Regions from separate parts of the Capsicum annuum genome. Here region 2 is linked to region 1. Evidence: chromatin contacts called from public Hi-C data. All regions are on one chromosome and are shown on one strand. The core of a region is the stretch at or near the end of the contact, and the rest is flanking DNA. Distances in the headings are between cores, read along the strand shown.

Region 1 (7,677 bases), core at 4,164-6,663:
AGTTTATGAACTCTTCTGTACTGTGAATACTTTTGGAAAAATCCTAACACATATTTAACAGAACCGAAACATAATGCCTAACATCTTTAACTTGCTTTGGTGACAACATATATCAACCACTACTTCTTAATTCAAGTAATGTTAAATATATATAAGGGGAAAAAAATTTAACCAAAAGAGAAATTATTCCCATATAATAATGAATATTCTCAATTCCGCCTTTTCAAAATATTATTTAAAAAAACTAATCTCAAAAGGTGAGTTTAATTTAGCAAAACCCCGTGCTTCATTTGTCCTGCCAAATAGACTCAAGGATTGTACTATACGTTGAACTTTTACTTCATTCATGAATACTTTTGGAGAAACGCTTATCAACAACTCTTACGTACCATGAATACTTTTGGAGAAATATTTGCTCGTTCTCTTCTTTGTCTCTTGTTGCGTCTCTTTGTCCGTTATTGTATTTTTCTACAGGCAGATTTAATTATGCTTTTCATCATACTAATTTTTTCTTTATCGTAAAGTTTGATAAACTACATATCATATCATAAAAGAAGATAAAGAAAAGATTGTTAAATTAAAAAAATAAGAATGAATAGCTACAATAATTTATATCATTCAAAACTAAAAATTGTCACGCGAATTTAATCCCTTTCAAAATTCGAATCATTAACTGTCTATAGATATTATCATCACCATCCATCTTCAAGATACCTATAAAATCAATACACCTTAAAGTAGATTTAATATTACAAAAATATTTCTTGACGTAAAAAATAATTCTAAAGCAAACAATAAAGAATGATCTAAGACCAAAAGTATTTTTTTTATTTTTCATATGTTCATTGAAGATACAATTGTATTGTTGTAGAAGAAGTCTCAATTTATATAATTCCAAAACCTTTTCAAAGAAATTTTCTAAATATGGTAAATTTATATTTTTTTTGCATAATAACTACCAACTTTAGAAGAATAAAAATACCAAAAATAATAAACTACTACAAATAGACATTTACTGTACATTGTTTATAGTTCTTTTAGACTTTTGCTTTATTTTTTATTTAATACAAAATAGGCTTCATTGTCTTATTTTAAAAAAAAAAAATTAAAGCCATAAACACTACGGTTCCTAAATCTTAGGAGTTTAGTAGTTTTTTTTATTTCTTCTTACCCTAATATTTGTTTGTTACCATATATTTTAGGACTCTTAATTTTTTCTTTTCATATATATTTTAGGATTCAATATTATAGTTAATATTATTAAAATAACTAAATAATAATTTAAGCAAAGGGTGAAAAAACGATTTTGTCTATTATGGAGTCTTTTAATGAAGGCAAAAAGTTCAAATCACTTTTTTAAAGATGTTCACACTTTTAATATATTATAGATTCACCTTGTGCATATGTGGATGTCCAACATTGACAACTAAAAAACCTTTCCAGTCTTACAACCCTGCAGTACAAGAATAAACTAAACGTAAAACTAATATCCTAATACTAATCCATCTTCAAGAAACCCACCAACACACACAATCTATTGCATCTATGACAAACATTTCCTAAACACGAACAACTAGGCAGCAAATTCTTACAGGAAAAAAGACAATACTACTGATAGTTTTATGTTCATCAGACATGTTCCAGTCATATTGCTTAAATAGAAAAAGTGCAGGAATAACAGTAGAGGAGCAAGAGAATCAGTATTTACAGTCAAGTGTCAAATAGGAAAGAGATATTAAGAATAAATAGATTCATTAGTGTAGCTGAGCCTTCCCTATTGGTGAATCTAACTATAAGATTTAATGATTAACCACATTATGTGAACATAAAACATGCAAAAAGGGGTTTCCTTATGACTCATGATGAACTAAATTTGCCTGTGACAAGACTATAGCATAAGATACAACCAGCTGATTTTTCCCAACATTAATAAAATTATTTACCTTATCAAGAAAAGATACTGATATTCAACAAATCAGTCTTAAGCTCCCAAATTAAGGTTTGAACTGTGGTTCTGATAAAATTGTAGTTCAGAAAAGGAATATTCCTCTAGAAATAATCTCATAATAACTTCCACGCGAGAGACAACCAAGAATCTGCCACGCGGATCCCATAGAAAAAAATCCCTCGGGAATCTGATTCCTCTTGCAATAATAAATTACATAAGCAAGTAAGTGACATCATTTCAAAATGCAAAATTCATATGCAGTAAGACCACCCTGTAAAGCAGCATAAGAATAATCACTGAGGAAAACAAGATTCATTTATCAAAATTGTCAAAGGCACAACTTAAGATATTTTCAGCCAGGAATAACAATTGCCTCAAAGGAAAAACTTAAATTTTCTAGATAAAGATACTGAAAAGTTACCTACTTCATTGCAAAGATTGAATGTACAAGTTGAACAAAGATTACCATCTAATTGCTTTGAGAAGACATGATCAAAGCAAAGAACCTACTTATTAACTGCTGTACCAACAACTCCCTACCAAGAATAAGTCCCTGCAGCTTACTTTAACCTTCATAATGCAAGAGAAAAATCATATGCTTCAGCAAATTTTGCACCCGGACCCTGCGGACAGGGGGAAGGGTTAGTGCACTGGACCACCCTTTACATTTCACATTTCACACCTGAATAGGGTTCTCATTTTCTTCTATCTTAAGAGGTGACACAGGCAATGTTCCTTCATCCTCACCACACCCACTACTCCCCACCAAAACCCTAACTTCCTTTTCACATTGAACCTTCTTTAAACTCTCAAATTCCTTATCGTTCTGATTTAATACATCCCAGAAAAAGTCTGTTAACACTCTCTCATAATTCGGCATTTCACATACCCAGGGAATTAGTTAATACCAATAACAAGATACCTATTTCAAACTCTATAATCCCTAATCACATCAAAAATAAAAAGATGTAATTTTGTTGCCAACCTAAGTCCCCGAACTATATCAGTAATCAAACTCAAAGAGGCAATTCAGCATTTTCCAAATTCATCAACTTATAATACTTACCATTTTTTTGCAATTATTCAAAATTTGAAACCTGCGAAAACGACAAGTAACTCTCTAATCTGCCTAAATTATCTTCCTTAACATCCGGCAATGACTTCCTCTTCACACATTTCACATAATCACCAACTACATACACCTTAAAAATCACTCCTCCGTGTTTACCAAACTCCTGTAAGACTATCCGCAACCCGTCTTTGTTAAAAACAAGCAACATTTTAGGTGATTTCGCATTTCCATCAGCTACTAACGGCTTCGCAATAACCGGAAATTTCAACCATTCGTTTTCTAGGTAAATTTCCCATACAATTTTCACAGTAAGTGACATCATTTGAAAAATGTGACATTCCTATCCAATAAGACCTATGTTGCTCGGACTCGTCAAAAATGTCATCAGTTGTGTCAAATCCTTCAAAGGTAGGGTATTTTTTTGGAAGATCCGACACAAGTGCAACAACATTTTTGGAGAGTCCGAGCAATTTAGAATAAGACCACGTTGTAAACCAGCATAATGGAGAAAATCTTTAAGGAACACTCACTGAGGAAAACAGCAAAATTTATTTATCAAAATTATCAAAGGCACAATTTAAGATATTTTCAGCCAGAAATAACAATTGCCTTAAAGGAAAACTAGAACTGATAAAGATACTGAAAATGTACCCATTTCACTACAAAGATAGAATGTACAAGTTGAACAAAGATTACCATCTAAGTTGATCAAAGCAAAGAACCTACTTATTAACTGATGTGCCAGCTCCCTCCTAAAATAAGTCCCTGCAGCTTGCTTTAACCTTTATAATGCAAGAGAAAAATGATATGCTTCAGCAAATTTTGCACTTCACATTTCACATAATTAAGCCCCTCCCTGGACCTGCCATAGCGGGAGCTTTAGTGCAATGGGCCGCCCATTACTATTCACATTTCACACCTGAATAGGATTCTCATTTTCTTCTATCTTAAGAGATGAAACGGGCAATGCTCCTTCATCCTCACCACATACGCTACTCCCCACCAAAACCCTAACTTCCTTTTCGCAGTTAACCTTCTTTAAACTCTCAAAACCCTTATCTTTCCGATTCAAAACATCCCAGAAAAAGTCCGTTAACACTCTCTCATAATTCGGCATTTTCGCGTACCCAGGGAAATAGTTAATATCAATAACAAGATACCTATTCCCAACTCTATTATCCCTAATCACATCAAAATTAAAAAGATGTAATTTCGTTGCCAATCTAAGTCCCCTAGCTATATCAGTAAGCAAACTCAAAGGGGGCAATTCAGCATTTTCCAAATTCATCAACTTATAATACTTATCATCATTCTTCTCACAATTATTCAAATTCGAAACCTGCGAAAACGGCAAGTAACTCTCTAATCTCCCTAAATTATCTTCCTTAACATCCGGTAAGGACTTCCTTTTCACACATTTCACATAATCACCGACTACATACACCTTGAAAATCACTCCTCCATGATTAACAAACTCCTGTAAAACTATCGGTGGCGTCAATTTTCGCAACCCGTCTTTGTTAAAGACGAGCAACATTTTATGCGATTTTGCACTTCCATCAGCTACTAAAGGCTTCGCAATAACAGGAAATTTTAACCCTTCGTTTTCAAGGTAAATTTCCCATACAATTTTCGCATCGTATATTACCGTTTGCTTAGGTATCCCAAACGACGCCGTTCCCGTTTCGCACTCGATTTCCAGTTCCGTTACCGCTTGCAGCATCGAAATCCTGTTATGCAACCGCTCAATTGCCTCCGGCGAATCAATGATAAGCGAATTAGGGTTTTCGGAGCTGTAATGCTTCAGTTGGCGCTTCCAATCATCACCGTACAATTTATGGAGGAGACAATCGAACGGTCCTTGATCAATTAAGGGTTTGTCTGTATCGATTTTGATGAGATCGATACCGCGTTCTTTTGCGAGATTGATAAGGGAAAGTTGAATGAAACTCGCTTGTTTCTTCGGTGCTAATGCGTATCCAATTCCGTATCTCTTCAATGGCTCCGCCATGATGACCCGATAACCCGACTTACGACCCAGATATACAAACAGTTTACCGTAAATTGGGTGCAATTGAATTTGTAGGTGAACTCACAGAATGGACATTACTCTGTGTGTGTGTGTTTTGTAAGTGTATGAATAGTGTAGATTTCGGAGAAGGGGGAAGAAGAGAGGAGAATTGGAGAGATGGGGGTATTTATATATATAGGTGGGAGAGGGAGATTTAGGGTTTGATAAAGTGACAGGCGTTGAGGTTGGGGTAGACACGTGGCGTGATTTGAGGAGAAAATGTTGATCCTCGCCGCACCGGAGGAAGATGATGGTGAGCTGGTGCCTAAGAGGATATGCGGTGAGCCGGTGACTGACGTCAATTTTGAGAAAAATGGTGACAAAAATTAATGAGGTCAATATTAATGACTATTTTTAATATAACAAATTTTATACTTTAAATTGTCCACGACACATAATTTAACAAACAATAAATTATAACATAATTTTATTATATTATTTTTTGAATATAACAAATATTATACTTTAAAAAATGCATTCAATGATGAATAATATTTAATATCAAGTGTAAAATTGATAGAAATTTAAGAAACAATAATTTATAAGATAATTTTACTATATTATTTTTTGAATATAATAAATGTTATACTTTAAAAATACATTTAATGATGAATAATATTTAATAGCAAGTATAAAAGATATCTATATTTATAATCTATATCTATAATCTATATATATAATATATTAAAAGTGTGAAGACCCTTAAAAAAGTGATTTGAACTTCTTGTCCTTTATTAAAATACTTCATAATAGACAAAATCGTCATTTACTATTTTTAAAAATAATTAATATTAAATTAATATTTAAATACTTAGGATAAAAATTACTATTTTTTAAAAATAATTAATAATAAATTATTATTTAAATACTTAGGATAAACAAAAAAAAGGAAAAATCTCACACCTAAAAGGAATTAAATCTAATGTATGAAATTTTTTATTAGGAATCATATGCAATATTTTAGGAGAAAAGTGATGTAAAAGGGAAAAGAATTAAGAACCAAAATTGTGTTTGTTTAAAAGGAAACACGCATGGAAACTTTTAAGAAAAAAAAAATTATTAATCAAAATATATATATATTTTTTTAATTTACGCAAAAGGAAAAAAATTATTTGATTCAGCTATGAAATTGTATTATTTAACACTTCTAAATAAATTAGAATTTTACCTTATATAAAACTTCTAAATCATATAAAATTTTACCTTATATAATTTTTTTACCTTATATAAAAAATGTCTAGAATTCTATTTAAGTCATATTTTAATCAAAGTTTACTTGAAAAAAAAATTATTTTGATAATTGATAATTAATTAAAGTTTTCTTCTTACGTTCATGACTAGAGTTTTCTAGCCTTCTTTGTTATATGAATTTATGAATTCTCTTTTAATTTTATCTATAATCTATAATCTATATCTATATCTATAATCTATAATCTATATTTATATCTGTGATCTATAATCTATATATATAATCTATATCTATAATATATTAAAAGTGTAAAGACCCTTAGAAAAGTGATTTGAACTTTTTACCCTTCATTAAAACACTCCATAATAGACAAAATCGTCATTTACTATTTTTAAAAAAATAATTATTATTAAATTATTATTTAAATATTTAGGATAAAAAAAAGGAAAAATTCCGCACCTAAAAGGAACTAAATATAATTTATGAATTTTCTTTTAATTTTTTATTATACATATTTAGTTTAATTGTGAATAAATCATGAGATCTAACATATCATCATTATGTTTGTTAATAAACTTTATTTATTGTATTTTTTTTAGGAGTATGACAATCCATGCATCCTACGAGAATCTGTTTCTCCTACCATCTATCACTTTTTTAGTATTTGTTTCAAAATACGGTCATAAACTGAATATTATTTTCATATCTTTGTCGTCTTGAGAAAAATGACTGTCAACGGCCTCTTCATTTCTTTTATTTGTTTATCTCAATTGCGGGGGATTTTAGCATATTGGGATCATTAAGTCTTTCATGTAAATGGGTCTAGAAAAATAAGAAAGTTTTATTACTATATTTTTTGTTTGTATGAAAATCTTAATTTGGTGTTATTGTGATCTCTACAATGCATTCATGTAGGTCATTCAGATATCAAAAGGAAGCAAAGTCAAATATGAGCTAGACAACAAAATCGGTCTTATTAAGGTATATGGCATGATGATCTAAATTAAGTTAGCTCTAAGCGATCCTCTCAGAAGAAACATGATCATATAGGCAATTTTAATTTCTTTTATTAATGTAAATAACTATAATTCCTTAATAAATGATGTTTTGCAACTTGCAAGCATATTTTTTCATTCAAAGTATTAGTTTAAAATTGGGGCATAGCTCCTTTCTACTATTTTTTTTTTTATTGTATATAAGTTAAAGTTGGAGTCTTCTAACAAAATTATTTATTTTAAAATTAATGACACTTTCTAATAATTTTATTGTTTGCATATATTTATTTATGATACTATATTTTAGAGAATTTATTTCCTCTAGGTTTTGTGTTTATAATATTAATTTTTCAATATGTAAGTCATTTAACTAAAGCATATTAAATATTATGTTTGTTTTTT
Region 2 (7,677 bases), core at 1,620-4,119, 150 kb after region 1:
TTAAATTTAAAAATATTTTTAAAAATTAAAAAATATATTTTTTAAATAAATAAAAAAAGGCCCTCCCCCCCCCCCCCCCCCACCTCCCCCCACCCCCCTCCCCCCCCCCCACCGTCCCCCACCCCATCCACCAGTCACCATCATCCCCCACCCCATCCACCAGTCACCACTGTCCCTCACCCCATCCACCAGTCCACCACCATTTTCGTCCCTCATCCAGCACCTTTTCCGTCCCCCACCCTCTTCTCATCTTCCACCCTCTCCTCATTCCCCCATCCCGTCTTTTACCCTCCCCAAGTAACACAACCACCACCATACCAGCATTCCGTCACTCTCCCACCCCACCCCAACCCAACCCACAGCATTACAAAATTCCATCAAGAACCCCAACATTACAAAATCCCATTATAAAATTTCATTACAAAAAAATTTCTCTTCTAAGTTCATTAGCAGTTTTGGTCAATTTTTATGTTAAATTTCAGTTTTTGGGTAAGATTTGATCAAGACATCATGAAATTAATTCAAATCAAACACCATGAAATTAATTTTAAAAAAATTTTAAATTTCAATTGCATTTCAATTTTACCATGAAATCACCTGCTAACAAAAAAATTCAAAATTTCACACCAAATAACTAAACACAATCAATGGATCTTGAATTCATATGATTTTTTTTTTTATAAAATCTAACAATTTTAACTATTTTTTTTATTCATTGAAGTAGATTATATTAATTGGGGTTTATAAAGAAAAGGAGAAGGAGAAGAGAGAGAGAGTAGAAGAAGAACCAGACGAAAGAGAGAGAGAGAATAAGAACTGGGGAAAGAGAAAGAAAAGATGAAGAAAGAGGGAAAAGAGGAAAATGCAGGGGGGGGGGGGGGGGGGGGTTTGTTTTTTTAAAAATAATTTATTTATTTATTTAATATTTAATATTTTTTATATTTAAAAATGACGTGGAAGCTGACATGACAGCTGACGTGGAGAGAGTGTGTTACACTCACCGAAAAAGCATTTAAAATGTTGTTTTTTAGTGGATTCAGGGGTCCAGATGATAAACATGTAAGTAGAAGTGTCCAACTTACAAAATCAACATAATAGAGGGGTCCAAAATGTCATTTTGCCAAAAACAAAGTACAAAAAATTATCAAATTAAGCTTAAAACTTATTTTAAAGACCTAGAATTTAAAGACAAAAAACTCACATGTTAAAACCACCTCTTCTAATATATGAAAATTTGCCTGAATTTTCCATCTTATTTGAATTTCATCATATTATTTTTTTTTTTTTTTTTTTTTTTTACTGATCGAAACAAAATTATTCCATATTTATCCTTTTCTAGAAGAAAAATGCTTTAGACTTCTATAGAGCGAGAATTCTTCGTTCATACAATATAATAGTACAATACTAAAATGTGTTATATTAAATCACATGACAATTTAAGATATATATATATATATATATATATATATATATATAAATATAAATCTCAAAAATTTAAAAATTGTCACATAAATTGAAATAAAGTGAGCGCATTGCAAACCACAATATATTCTCTTATATAATTAAGAGGGAATAAGCAGCTGAATCAAGCACAGAGTCGATATGTCTGCTTCAATTGTGATTTTACTGTGTCACCCCTAATTAATTATTATAAGTTATTTATGTATTAGAAAATTAATAATATTTAATAAAATATTGAAGTAGATATTTGTGACATGTTTATTTTAGTTACTTCAATCGTTATTTTACTATATCATTTCTAATTTGACCTCATGCCTGCTTCAGCTGTTTTAACTGTGGTTTTACTATATCACCCCTAATTAACTATTACAAATTATTTATGTATTAGAAAATTAATAATATTTAATAAAAATAAAATAGACATTTATGACATGTCTGTTTCATCTGCTCCAATCGTAATTTTACTATATCACGCCTAATTAATTATTATATCCTTAATTAAATATTATAAGTCATTTACATATTAAAAAATTAATAATATTTAATTAGAAAAAAATAGACATTTATGACATGTCTGTTTCAGCTGCTTCAACCGTAATTTTATCGTATCACTCTTAATTAATTATTATAAGTAAACTGTATATTAAAAAATTAATAATATTTAATAAAAAATATAAAATAGACAAAAATTAATGAAAATTAACTCATGATGTTTTAAATTAACTTAACAACCTATATGAGACTCTCTTAAAATTTTTTACAAGAATTTTTTTAAAGTAATTCTCCTATATAATAAATGACAATGAAGCAGCTGAAGCAGACTACTCATGGTTGACATGTCTGTTTCAGCTGTTTTAACCATAATTTTACTATACCATTCAAGTAATTATTATAGTTATTTATGTATTAGAAAATAATAATATTTAAAAATAAAGTAAAATAGACATTAATGAAATGACTACTTGAGCTTCTTCAATCGTGATTTTACTATATTATTCATAATTAATTATTACATTTAAGTATTAAAAAATTAATAATACTTAATAAAAAATAAAATAAATATAAAATGATAAATTAACTCTCGATCTTTTAAATCAACTTGGCGTCTTATATGGATCCGCTTAAATTTTTTTGACAGGTATTTTTTATAATTATTTTAATATGTCACTTTCAATTAGTAGAATAGAAAAAAATTATTATAAATAACGATAATTTAAAATTTTAAAAATATAATTGCCTATTAATGCCACAAAAATTTGAACAAAGAATATAACATATATTATTTAAAAATTAGTTAAAAAAGTATTCAAAATTATAATTAACAACTTAAAATATCTAAAAATATATTAAAAATATAATTAATTACCTAAATTCTATTTATGTCATATCTAGTAATCTAACAAGAGATGAAAACGTTTAACGAGTAGCAAGTAAACGCACATCAACCATTTCTTCTCTCTTACTATTAACTTTTCTTTAATTACACAATCACCCCCTAAAATTCTACAATTGTCATAACTTCCCCTACCTTTTTGTTTTTACTCAGAGAATGAACGAATATGCTTTATCTCCCTCCGTAATTGATTGACAAAAACACAGAAAAAAGCAGACCTTTTTTGCACACAGAAATACGGAGAGAGAAAGGATAGAGAATTAATAAAGAGTATTGCTAAAGCAAACAAAAATAAAATTCAATTTCCTTTCTCTCCTCTAATTTCTGTTGTACTTCTTGTTGCTTTTGTTGTACTTTTTGTTTCTTTTTCCTTTTCTCAAGAAAATTTGGTGGGGTTGTGTTATTTTTGTTGAAAATTATTGGGTTGTTGAGATTTTTGTTTTTTTTTTTCGAAGAAAATTTGTTGGGGTTGTGAGATTTTGATTGAAATATATTGGATTGTTGAAATTTTTGGTAAAAAATGGAGGGAGAAGTTGGAACATGTTCATCATCATTGAAATGTGAAATTGAAGGGAAAGGGAAAATGGGTGGAAGTGGTGTTGTTGTTGTTAATGTATTGGAATCTGCTAAATTTCCTTTGTCATTTTGGGAGATTGGTGTAGCTGTTAGTGTTGTTTTGGGTTATGTAATGGGTCTTGGTTGTGTTTATTTAACCATGCCTGCTTCTGATTATAGCTTTCTTAAGCTTCCTAGAAATCTTGAAGATCTTCAAATACTCAGGTATTTTTTTGACATACATTTTTTTTTAAATTCTAGTTGTTGTCATGTACCACACGTGTTCAAGTCGTGCAAACAGCCTCTTGCAGAAATGCAGTATAAGGCGGTCTATTATAGACCTTGTGGTCCAGTCTTTCCTTGGATCTCGTGCATAATTGGAGTTTTAGTGTACCTTTGAACATGTTTTTCCTTAATCTAGTTTAGTCCATTTTTTATCTTGATAAGTTTTTCTGGATGAGAAAGTGCTTAATTGGTGTGTCCCTCCTTCCCAAATCATTGAAAAAAAGAGCAGACTTTTAATGAACAAAGTGATAATTTGTTGAGTTGTGAAAAGTTGGATGGTAAAGTGCATAAAGGGGTATGGTCATTATTATAGAGTTGTAAAAAAGATGACTTTGAAAAGGTGATAATGGTGGTGTGATAATCATATGTAAATACTAAATCCATTAGGAGCATAGAAGAGAATCTAGATGGAGTTGATTCAGCTGAACTGGTTGAATTAGAGAAGTATTCACTATTCCCCAATGGTTGTAAATTTAAGCAGAGTGGACAGATGTTTTGAAGGAAAAGAGGACCGAAAACTTAGTCTTTTAGCATTTTGTGGATCAAAGTAGAAAGTTTATAATATCTTGTGTATTGCGCTAAATGGTGGGATGAGTAGGAATTGACAACGAGGTTGAATGTGGGAACTGTTGATAATTTGGCGTTAAGTTAGGGAAACAAAATATTGGTGACACGGTATATAGATGCTTTGTCAATCTTTTTAAATGTGAAAAGAGGGTAGTTCGCGAGCTGTGCATTGGTTGTTCACTTGTGTCATATTGCAATGAATTTCAGGGGATGAACCTGAGGGGGTTAAATATAATCTCTCTTTGCGAACATTTACTAGTTTCAAGGATTTGGAAGTAAAACTCTGCGCCTATTTTAGTTGGGGGTTTTAGGGGCATCTCGAACACTTGCAATTGTCTGCTAATTCATGGAGAGCCAAAGTAAAATTCCATTGGATGGTGATTAGAACGACTCTTAGATGTAACATGTGTAATGCAACAAATAAAGGAAAGCATTAAACTATGGGGGTCGTTTGGTAGAAGGGATAAGAAAAATAATTCCGGGATAAAGTTTGGGATTAACTTTATCCCATGTTTGGTGTCAAGTATTACTTAATCCCAGGACTATGTTATCCCACCATTTGTACTAAAATGGTGGAATTATTATCCCGCCTCATGGGATATCCTTACTTATCTCATGGAGTGTACCAAACGACCCCTTAATTCTAAGCAGTAAAGTCGCTTGTACACCATTGCGTGATTGGAATACTTGGTCAGGCATTGATCAACCAACAGCTGAGAAGGTCAAGTTTGTTGTTACCAATCTCTAAAAAAGAAAGTCAAGTTCGTTCACTAAACTTGTTGGTGAAATATCCCAAGATGTCCTTGCTTTGAACTGTGCACTTAAAATGCTACAGCTGTGTATTTGTGCAAGCATATCCATACATATCCACAAAGTAGGCTTGTAATTGAACATCTGGCATTATGGTTATGCAAAATACTGCACTCGTAGTTGAACATGCATGCAAGTCTGCATTTTCAAACTTTGGTCCTTATTGTTGGAGATGATATCATGAATATTTCTTTGTTCTTATTTTGTACTAATTTCTACATAAGCATATTTTAGAATATGGATTGATTTTTGATTTTATACCACATATCGTTTGAATGTTTTGTAGGGATCACCTGGAGAGCTATACTAGCGACTATACTGTGCAGGTCCTTGTGGGATACTGTGTGGTCTACATTTTTATGCAGACATTTATGATCCCAGGAACAGTTTTCATGTCACTGCTTGCTGGATCTCTCTTTGGAGTCTTCAGAGGTGTGGCACTGGTTGTGTTCACCGCTACTGCAGGTGCATCATCTTGCTATTTCCTATCCAAACTGATTGGGCGGCCCCTTGTGTTCTCACTATGGCCTGATAAGTTAACTTTCTTCCGGGACCAGGTGATTTTCAACTCGCAAACCAGTCATCATAGTCTACTTTCCTAAATGTTACTGTTGCAGTAAAGTATCTCTGTTCTATCAGGTGGCTAGAAGGCGAACGCGGCTGCTAAACTACATGCTTTTCTTGAGAGTTACACCCACTCTGCCAAACACATTTATCAATGTCGCTTCACCAATTGTGGATGTCCCTTACCATACATTCTTCTTTGCAACTGTCATTGGGATCATTCCAGCCGCTTATGTCACTGTTAGGGTACTAATACTCATTATTCAACTCTTTATGCTAAGTGCCAATGACAGAATATATTTTGTTTTAGCTGATTTTATGGTTTCTGGTCCATGTTTATTGTACCCTCAGAATAAAATGACTTACATTACCATTTTAGATTTATGATGCAAAGAGGGAGTAGACTTTAAGATATTTTACTATGTTAGTTTATTTCTGCTGTATTGATTTTAGAGGTTCACTCTGCTGACAAAGGATTACAATGCAGGCTGGAATAACTCTTGGTGAATTGCAGTCAGTGGGTGATCTCTATGACATGCATTCTATAGCAACACTTTTCCTTATCGGTCTTGTAACTGTTACGCCCACATTGATCGGAAACAAGAACTAATTACAGAGTTCAGCATCAGCAAAAAACATTGTGAAGTGTCATGAATACCATTAACCTTCCTCGGCATGACTTCATTATCTGTACATATTAGCATTAGGCAGGTTATTTGTGCCAAGTCTCAGCCCGTGAAAGTTATGCTGCTATTGAATTTGATCCGGAAGCATTTGTTTAGCTAGAAGTTGCAAAAGAAAGGAAAAAGAATCTGATGTCATTTGAAAATTTGTTTGTTATGGTTATGTAATAGTAAACATTTGACATGCCATTTGTAGACGTCGCCCTGGATCCTATATTCATTTCTTTCAACTGTTTTCTTAATGTTCAGATTCAAATGTCTTTAGTGAAAACAAATGACGCTTCATCGTTATGGACAAATTTCGTTGTTGTTATTGCTCTTATTATTTCCGTATTCCCTTTTTCAAACTACTTGGATATGCTTAGTTTTAAGTCGAGGGTTTATCAAAAACATCTCTATCTTTACGAGTTTTAGGTTAGCGTACACTTAACTTTTCATATCCCACTTGTGGAATTATACCGAGTATGTTGGTGTTTTCTTTTCCTAAAGTTCCACATTTAGACGAATGAAGAGCCTAAATCTTGAACTTGATTGGATATGCTAAATTTTGGGTGTCATTGGACCTTTTCAAGGATTTTTTTAGAAAGGAGAAAAGTGAGCACATGGTAAAGAAATCATTTCAAGATTGGCCGTGATAAGGGCAACCAAATTCATGTAGGGTTGGGAAGGACCATCGTACAAGGGCTCTAGAGAGAAGTCTCTTTTTTGGGGGTAACATGAAGATTTTATTGATGACGAAAAGACAACACAGCTCCAGCAGTAGTACAATACAATGGTAAGGCCTTTAGCATAAACCAAAACCTTGTGTGTTTGCCATAGCATCAGCCACATATTCGGACATTGTCTGTTTATTATGTCCATACAACAATCCAGAATAATCGTACGAACATAAATCAACAGCGCAAACCACTAAATCTTGATTAATGACGGAGTTGTACACGATTTAATTCGTAGATAGAAGAAAGCTAAGATCCTGAAAAGCGAACTTATGGATGAACACTATTTCATGTATGACATTGTTGACAGTGTAACGACCTAAGATTTTCTAAATTTCTTCTTTCTGCCTGCAGTGTCTGGTGTTCGGTTGTCCAGCTTTCGTTTTGTTCCCGTTTGTTTCAAGCCAGAGGCAGCAGCCTTGAGTGCTTTTGCTTTTCGGGCAGCAACAGATGGCCTCTTTCCTGTACGTTCCTTTGGCTTTTGTGATATCTGTGTTTTAGGTTTCAATTTTCCTCGGTCACTCATCTTCGATTGAGTTTTCTTCTGAACACCAGATTTGCTTGCCTTCACACCCTGGTAGGAGAGGTCAGACTTTGTTTTCGCCTTATAGCTACTACTGCCTGGTGTAGTTGAATCTACAGC

Evidence for each region. A called contact is a pair of places that touch in the nucleus more often than the background predicts.
Region 2: a contact with region 1 is called in a Hi-C map of bud, with 4 times the contacts expected there. The contact joins the promoter of LOC107870737 here to the promoter of LOC107870752 in region 1. A contact is called at or near these places in 2 of 5 Hi-C or Micro-C datasets (bud and leaf).

Annotation. Positions count from the first base shown.
Region 1 is chr1:18,448,322-18,455,998 of UCD10Xv1.1, forward strand. It overlaps LOC107870752 (inositol-tetrakisphosphate 1-kinase 1), which reads right to left and starts at 5,414. Exons shown (of 2, transcript XM_047394747.1): 1 at 3,747-5,414. The coding sequence starts at 5,031. The coding sequence ends at 3,934. It also overlaps the pseudogene LOC107872687.
Region 2 is chr1:18,596,486-18,604,162 of UCD10Xv1.1, forward strand. LOC107870737 reads left to right here and starts at 2,870. Exons shown (of 4, transcript XM_016717354.2): 1 at 2,870-3,634; 2 at 5,358-5,628; 3 at 5,711-5,881; 4 at 6,123-6,631. The coding sequence starts at 3,375. The coding sequence ends at 6,245. It overlaps LOC107870729 (RNA-binding protein 34), which reads right to left. Exons shown (of 6, transcript XM_016717341.2): 6 at 7,109-7,677. The coding sequence ends at 7,354.